2 separate regions of the Gossypium hirsutum genome follow, and region 2 is linked to region 1. A link is a contact called in public Hi-C data. All regions are on one chromosome and are shown on one strand. The core of a region is the stretch at or near the end of the contact, and the rest is flanking DNA. Distances in the headings are between cores, read along the strand shown.

Region 1 (3,375 bases), core at 640-3,139:
CTCGTCGTCCAGCCATTTAACAAAAGGCACGACATCCTCAATATCTGTAAACGCGGCATTCTCAACTTCTTTGATCAAAAACCGTATGAAGTCTCCTTGTGTTTCCACATCTGTCTTTATCTGTTACCACAAAATTATAATTATCACTAAATCAAACTGATTTTAAATGGCTAAGGATATGTAGGTTATTATTTGAAATTCAAAAATTACACCTTTTCTTTTCTTTTTCTAAAATTCCCAATCGGTTCTGTCTTATCTAAAACAAATAAATCAAGAGAGAGCAATTGACAACTAGTCACCTGTCACAGTGGCATTATCGTAAATAAATACTAAAAAAAATAATCGAAACTCACCGCCAGCAAATGAGTTGACCGATTCTCAATCTCCCCTATCATATCCCTTGAATTCGCGGTTGCCGGTAAAACCTCCGGCACGCTACAGCCACCCGCCTCTCTTTTTGATTCCCTGCGCATAAGCGAGTGATAAAACTCCACAACCTCCGGAACTCTCTTCACTTTTGCTGCAATTGTCCTCATCCCCTTCTGAGGCGGCGGTGGTGGTGGCGGCGCAATAGCTTTTATAGGCGGAGGCGGTGGTGGAGGAGGTGAAACTTGCTTCACTGCTGCCTGAGGAGGCGGCGGAGGTGGTGGTGGTGGAGAAATTTGTTTCTCTGTGGAATCAGAGGAGCTATTGGATGACGTGGATGAAGATGAGGACGACGACGAAGGTCTCGGCGGTGGTTTTGGAACTCTAGGAACACGAGATCTGATGTTAACACTAGTAGACTCAACGATTTCCTCCGACTTACTCCTCGAGTGTCTGGGTCTCTCATTTTCGATTTCCTCTCTTTTGAACTCCGAGCTCTCAACTTTCTCATTACTGAAAGCACTAAAAACAATGGCGTTCGTACATTTATTATTATTATTATTTCTCTTAAAATTCTTTATCAAATTGGACTTCACACTAACTTCCACAAACCCTTGAAACTGCTGCGAAGAGGAAATCAATTCGTCGGTTTCCGCCGTAATATCCGCCTTACTATTACGATCAGAAGAGGAAGACGACACCGTTTCCTTCAGCTCCGCTATCTCTTCTTCCATTTCTCTCACTTTCTTCTCCTTCTCCTCCTTTTCTTCTTCAATCTTTCCCTTCATCTCCTCTACTTCTGTTTTCAACATCGCGTTTTTGTTTCTCAAGCCCTCAATCTCTTCCAAAGCTCGTCCCAACTCTGCATTTTTAACGACGATCTCATTTTCCAGCACGGGGACAATGGCCACTGATTCTTTTAAAAGCTTGTGCTCTAGAAGCTCTGTTCTGAGCCTGGACTCTCGTTCCCTCAACTCTTCCACCAATCGGAGAAGCTCAGTGACATCTGGTGGACGAGGCTGGACTTGAGCTGAGGATCGAGGGAAATAAACACCAAATGAACGTGAGAAAACAGCTTTTGCTGAAGTAGTGTTCTTGTTCCCTGAGCTTGGGGATGGCGATGGCGGTTTTGATGGAGTATCATGCTTTGAGTTCGCAGATGATTTTTGAAACCCCATTGCCAATCTTACCTTACCAGCCACCATTGATAAGGTGTGTTTTTGCTTTCTCTTACTCGTTTTCTATGGTTTAGGGTAGGATTGATTTTTCTAAATTGTGATCTGTAAGAAAGTGAAGGACACCCAACAAATGTCCTTGTCAGCTTGGTTTTTCAGACAGTGAAGTCTGGGAATTTGTGGAAATTTGAGTAATTGAAAACAGGGGGAAAAAAGGAACGTTAAATCGGTGTAGACGAGAGTTGAGAGTATAAGAGAGGGAAACTACTCTAAATTAAAGAACAAGAAAAAGAAAAGGAAAAAATTAAAAATGTACGAATATGGAGGAACGGTCTTCTTTTCTTGGTTCCATTTGAAAAAGGAAAAAAAACATCATTCATTTTCTAAATGAAAACTATTATTCTAATATTTTTATATTTTTTGTTTAATTATTATTTTATATTTAATAGGCTAATTTATTAAAAAAAACTTATTTCCAAAATTATTTACGAAAATGAGTCAATTTTTTGATTATTTACTGAAAATGTCCAAATTCCTTAAAAGCGCGTCCACATCAACGCGATTGTAGAGGATATGCCAGCAAAATGCATCCTTGGGGAAGCATTTTTGCCATATCAGCATAAATTGCACCCTCATAGACGCATTTTATTGATGTGACAAATACACTCCCCCAAGAACGTGTTTTAGTCCATGTTTAAATTTTTAACAAAGGTAATTTTTTTAAATATTATAAAAATAGACCAATTTTTTTAAAAATTTACAAGAATAAACCTTAAAAAAGACTCAAAGTGATAGCAACATTTTTTTTAAGGTGTTACCAACTAATATGAAAATAAAATTTATAGAGCAAATCTTTATATAGACTCAAAGTCTCATTTCCCTTGTTTTCTTAAGCAATGTGGGATATGATATATTTGTATATATAGACTCATGAATAGGTTTACAGCTTGTTATTAAACAATGTGGGATTTCTTCCTCTTTTAACTAATAACATGAGACTAAATGCTACACTATATTTTATAATTTTTTTACAAAACAATTTCTATTTTTTATATTTTGTTAATATTTTCTCATATTATAAAATTATCTTTTGAGATATTTAATTTTGTTGCATTTTAGAATTGTTAACATATACAAAAGAACTATTAAAAAAAGAGAACAAATTGCACATATAAACTTGTACATGCAATAATCTTCTATACAACTTTAAATGTTTGAAGTTAATATCAATGCAATTCTAATTTTTAAAATAATTTTCTATTATTTAAATTTAGAAGTTATACTTTTAATTTTTAATTTTAATTTTATTTTATATTATGAATGTTTGATTAATAAATAAATGGTGAGTATTTGGCACTAAAATAGTATTTTTTTGTAATTTTAAAAAATTGATATATCTTTTTTAAATATTTACTTATTTTTAATATTTTACTATACTAATTGATTTTTTAATTCTAATTTTAATTTAATTTTCATCACCTAATGAATGCTGATAAATTTATTTTAGATGTATTTTGACTAGATAGATAATCTATTTAAATATGGTATATAATTATGTTAAATAAGTTTTTTTATAGAAATATATAATAGACATAAAATATAATAATTATTTTTCATTTTCTTATATCTAGATTAAATTACATTAGTAGTCACTTAACTATGATTTTTTAGCTATCGAATTATAAAAACTTACAAAATGACCACTCAACTAGTAATTTTTTAAATATTTATTTTTTAATATTTTACCATACTCATTTTATATTTTATAATTTTTTTACTTATAGAGATTAAAATTTTTATTTATAATGTAACAAATATTTTCTTTTTGTAAAAA
Region 2 (3,375 bases), core at 642-3,141, 320 kb after region 1:
AACATAATGCAGTTATCGATGGCTTTATGCCACGTATTCTGTTAAGTGGCTTTGCCACATTATCTGATTCTGGTGGCTCTACCACAATATTCTATTATTAGCAGCTTTGCTGCATATTGGTGTGTGGGCTGGATGGATTGAGTTATTCCCCACATGGTGTGATGGGCTAGTACGGGTGGTGTGATGGCTAGATTATGTTAATATTGCATTCACATTGTGATTCTGATTCTGTTACCTGATACTGATTCTGATTCTGTCACCTGATTCTGATTCTCATTTTGATTCTAGTTCTGATAATGTTTCTTATTCTGTAATGGGCTAAGGCCCATTTGGTACTGTCTGTTATAATGGGCTAAGGCCCAATTGATACTGAAACTGTAAGTAGGGCTAGGGCCAGACTTTTAATTCTTTTATATGACTAACTGTCCCTTTTGTATAGTAGGGGATCTCACACTGAGTTTTCGTAAACTCACTCCGTTTATTAACCTTTCAGATAATTTCCAGCCTTAGACGGATCGGAGCTTCGAGGGGCTCGGAGGAAGCCACACACACTGTTTATGTTACAGTTTTGATTATTACTTTTAAATGTTTTTATGTGGGTTGCAGTAAAGCCGTTATAATTTTCTGGATTTCAAATTTGGAATTTTATTTATTGTTCTTATAATTGCTAGTATTAGAGCACGGTTTTCCAAAGCAACTACTGTTGTTCAAAACATCACGTATCTGCAATTTTTTTTAAATTAAGCTTTCGGAACTGCGAAGATCTTTACAAAGTTGTTAAGAATGTTATTCAGCTGAGGTTTTCTAACAAGGTTTAAAAAGGGTATAAGTTTTTAATTATTAAGAAGGGTTTTTAATGGAAATATGGTTTTCGAAAAACACTTCAATGTGACATACCAGATTCGAGCCAAACTTCCAGGCCAGTTTGGGGTGTTACAATTGTACCGAAAGAGAACATAACATGGGAATTCTTCCAGGCTGAATTTAGAAAAAAATTAGGTTAGTCAGAGATTTATGGATCAGAAAAAGAAAGAATTTTTAGACCTCAAGCAGAGAGACATGACTGTATCTAAGTATGAACGAGAATTTGTTCGGTTGAGGAAATATGCCAGAGAATGGGTTCTAACCAAGGCTGAAATGTATAAACACTTTGAAGATGGTTTGAATGAAGATATCAAGTTTTTGATTGGAATTCTCAAAATAAGGGAATTTGCGGTGTTAGCCGATCGAGCACACAAAGCTAAGGAATTGAGTAAAGAAAAGAAACAAGCTGAAAGAGAGGCTCGGTTTTATGGGGTATTCTGGAAAAGAGCGAGGCTCTCAACTCTCTAACCTGAGGTCTTCATCACCATCTGTAACCAGTGTGGGTGGTGTCAGTAATCACAAGCCAAAGTGTAAGCATTGCAACAAATTTCATTTTGGGAAATGTCGTTTGAGAAGTGAAGCTTGCTACCGGTGTGGTTCATTTGACCATTTGCTTAGAGATTGTCCAGAAAAAGTTGAAAAACAAATAGAACTAGCTCCAAAGCTGAGTAATCCTGTTTTGTGGGGCAGACCACCCCGTCACCCCGGCAATGTTAATGGTAGTCGAGGTACTACCAGGGATACAATAATTAGATCAAATGCACGAGCACCTGTAAGAACATATTCTATTCGTGCTAGAGAAGATGCCTTTGCACCAGATGTCATTACTGGTACATTTTCGCTACTTGATACTGATATTACTGCATTGATTGATCCTGGTTCCACACATTCATACATATGCACAAACTTACCGCATGTTTGGTTCAATGTAATGGCATAGCCATTAAAACCCTATTCTGTGGGCCCACCCTAAACAGTTGTTTGGTTCAATGGAATGCCCTATTACGGGCTTATTCCATTACGCGCCTATGTAGAGAAATTATCTTATTTCTATTCCGTTTCCTCAGCACCGATTACTGGTTCGATGTTTAAGGAAACGCTCTCTTTCAAAGACGCTCCCCACTTTGCCCTCTCCCCCTCTCCCACTTTCTCACCTGAAAAAAGCAGACGGACACTCCTTCATCGCAGGGTCAGGTAAAACATTTTCTCCCTTTGTTCCTTCCACATTCCTCTTTTCCTGAATTTTCTGCCTTCTTTTTTCTGCTTTCTTTTTCTTTCTCTCAATAGAGTTTTTCTTTTCCTCTCTTCCGTTTTTTTTTTCTTAATCTATAAAATTCCATCTATTGTTGGAAAGAGGAAGAGGGTTCTGAGAGGGGGAATTGAAATCTAAATCGAAACTGAAAATGTTGACGGTAAACTGAGAGATAAATCGGGCATGATCTTCGATTTCAAATTGTCAATACCTCATAAGACATGACCCAAAGATTTCTCCTTCACCTCCTCAACATTTCGCTTCAAAATCATCCATTCGCTTCTTCGATATTTACACGATAATTCCTCCATCTCCCCCTTTTTAACTTTAAAATATTTGATTTTTTAAGTTATAGTTCTTTTTAACTTTTTATCTTGTGTGTGCAACTTGCAAGCAAGGAAAAAATCGAGAAAGAACGAGCAAGACTGTAAGTTTAAGCTGTGTTTGTTTATTGAAATTTTGTTAACGTGCTCTTTTTTCCATTAAATTTAATATAAATAATTATTTTAATTTGATTTAGGGCAGTGTTGATGAATTGAATAGATGATATTTTGATGATATGTCTGAGCTAAAACAACATGGTGGTAAGGTATTAACTGATTTGTTCTTTTTATATACATATAGGCTATATCATTTGCAAATCTGTTCAAATTAGTTGAATTGCAACTGATTTCTGAGTAAAATTAATGTTACTTTCTGTAAACATTTTAATTGTTAGTTTTTTTTTTCCTGGCCAATTGTACTGGTAAATAAGATTCTAATTCCCGGAATAGCAGCCAGGAAGTTTCATGCCGTGGATGTTATATATTCTGATCGTAGAAAATCAAAGCTGCTGATTGTTTTTGATACTAGCAAGTTGGCTGTCCCTGAAGCATCTTTAGTCTATCTATCATTTAGAGCAAACTCTCAGGTATGATTTCTTTTTTCTATGTTTGTTTTGGATTAAATTTATATATTTCTTAATGATGTTGTAAATCTTCCATTTTTATCATGATAAGAGAATGTTGAATAGATAGTGCATTGCTTTAAAATTGTGATAAGAGGCATATCAGTGACTCCATGGCAATAGAGGGGTTAACACTAAATTGCAATCATGAAAACAACAAAAACATGAGAAACAAAAGATGTTGTTGGTTGCTAACTTTTCTTTTCTCTTGTTTCTGGTTATTGTTGTTGATGATGCATTTTAACTCCTTTTCCTGACTTGTTAGGCTATGGTCAATTCTTGGGGCAAGCCTTTCTATGACGCCTTTAGTGAG

The links. Hi-C and Micro-C count contacts between places; a contact is called where the count stands out from the background.
Region 2: a contact with region 1 is called in a Hi-C map of leaf, with 2.3 times the contacts expected there. The contact joins the promoter of LOC107948572 here to the promoter of LOC107962265 in region 1. A contact is called at or near these places in 3 of 34 Hi-C or Micro-C datasets (callus and leaf).

The regions. Positions count from the first base shown.
Region 1 is chrA06:104,546,134-104,549,508 of Gossypium_hirsutum_v2.1, forward strand. It overlaps LOC107962265 (protein CHUP1, chloroplastic), which reads right to left and starts at 1,890. Exons shown (of 6, transcript XM_016898583.2): 1 at 354-1,890; 2 at 1-120. The coding sequence starts at 1,571.
Region 2 is chrA06:104,868,060-104,871,434 of Gossypium_hirsutum_v2.1, forward strand. It overlaps LOC107948572, which reads left to right and starts at 1,892. Exons shown (of 6, transcript XM_016883162.2): 1 at 1,892-2,058; 2 at 2,511-2,543; 3 at 2,642-2,705; 4 at 2,871-3,026; 5 at 3,328-3,375. The coding sequence starts at 2,676.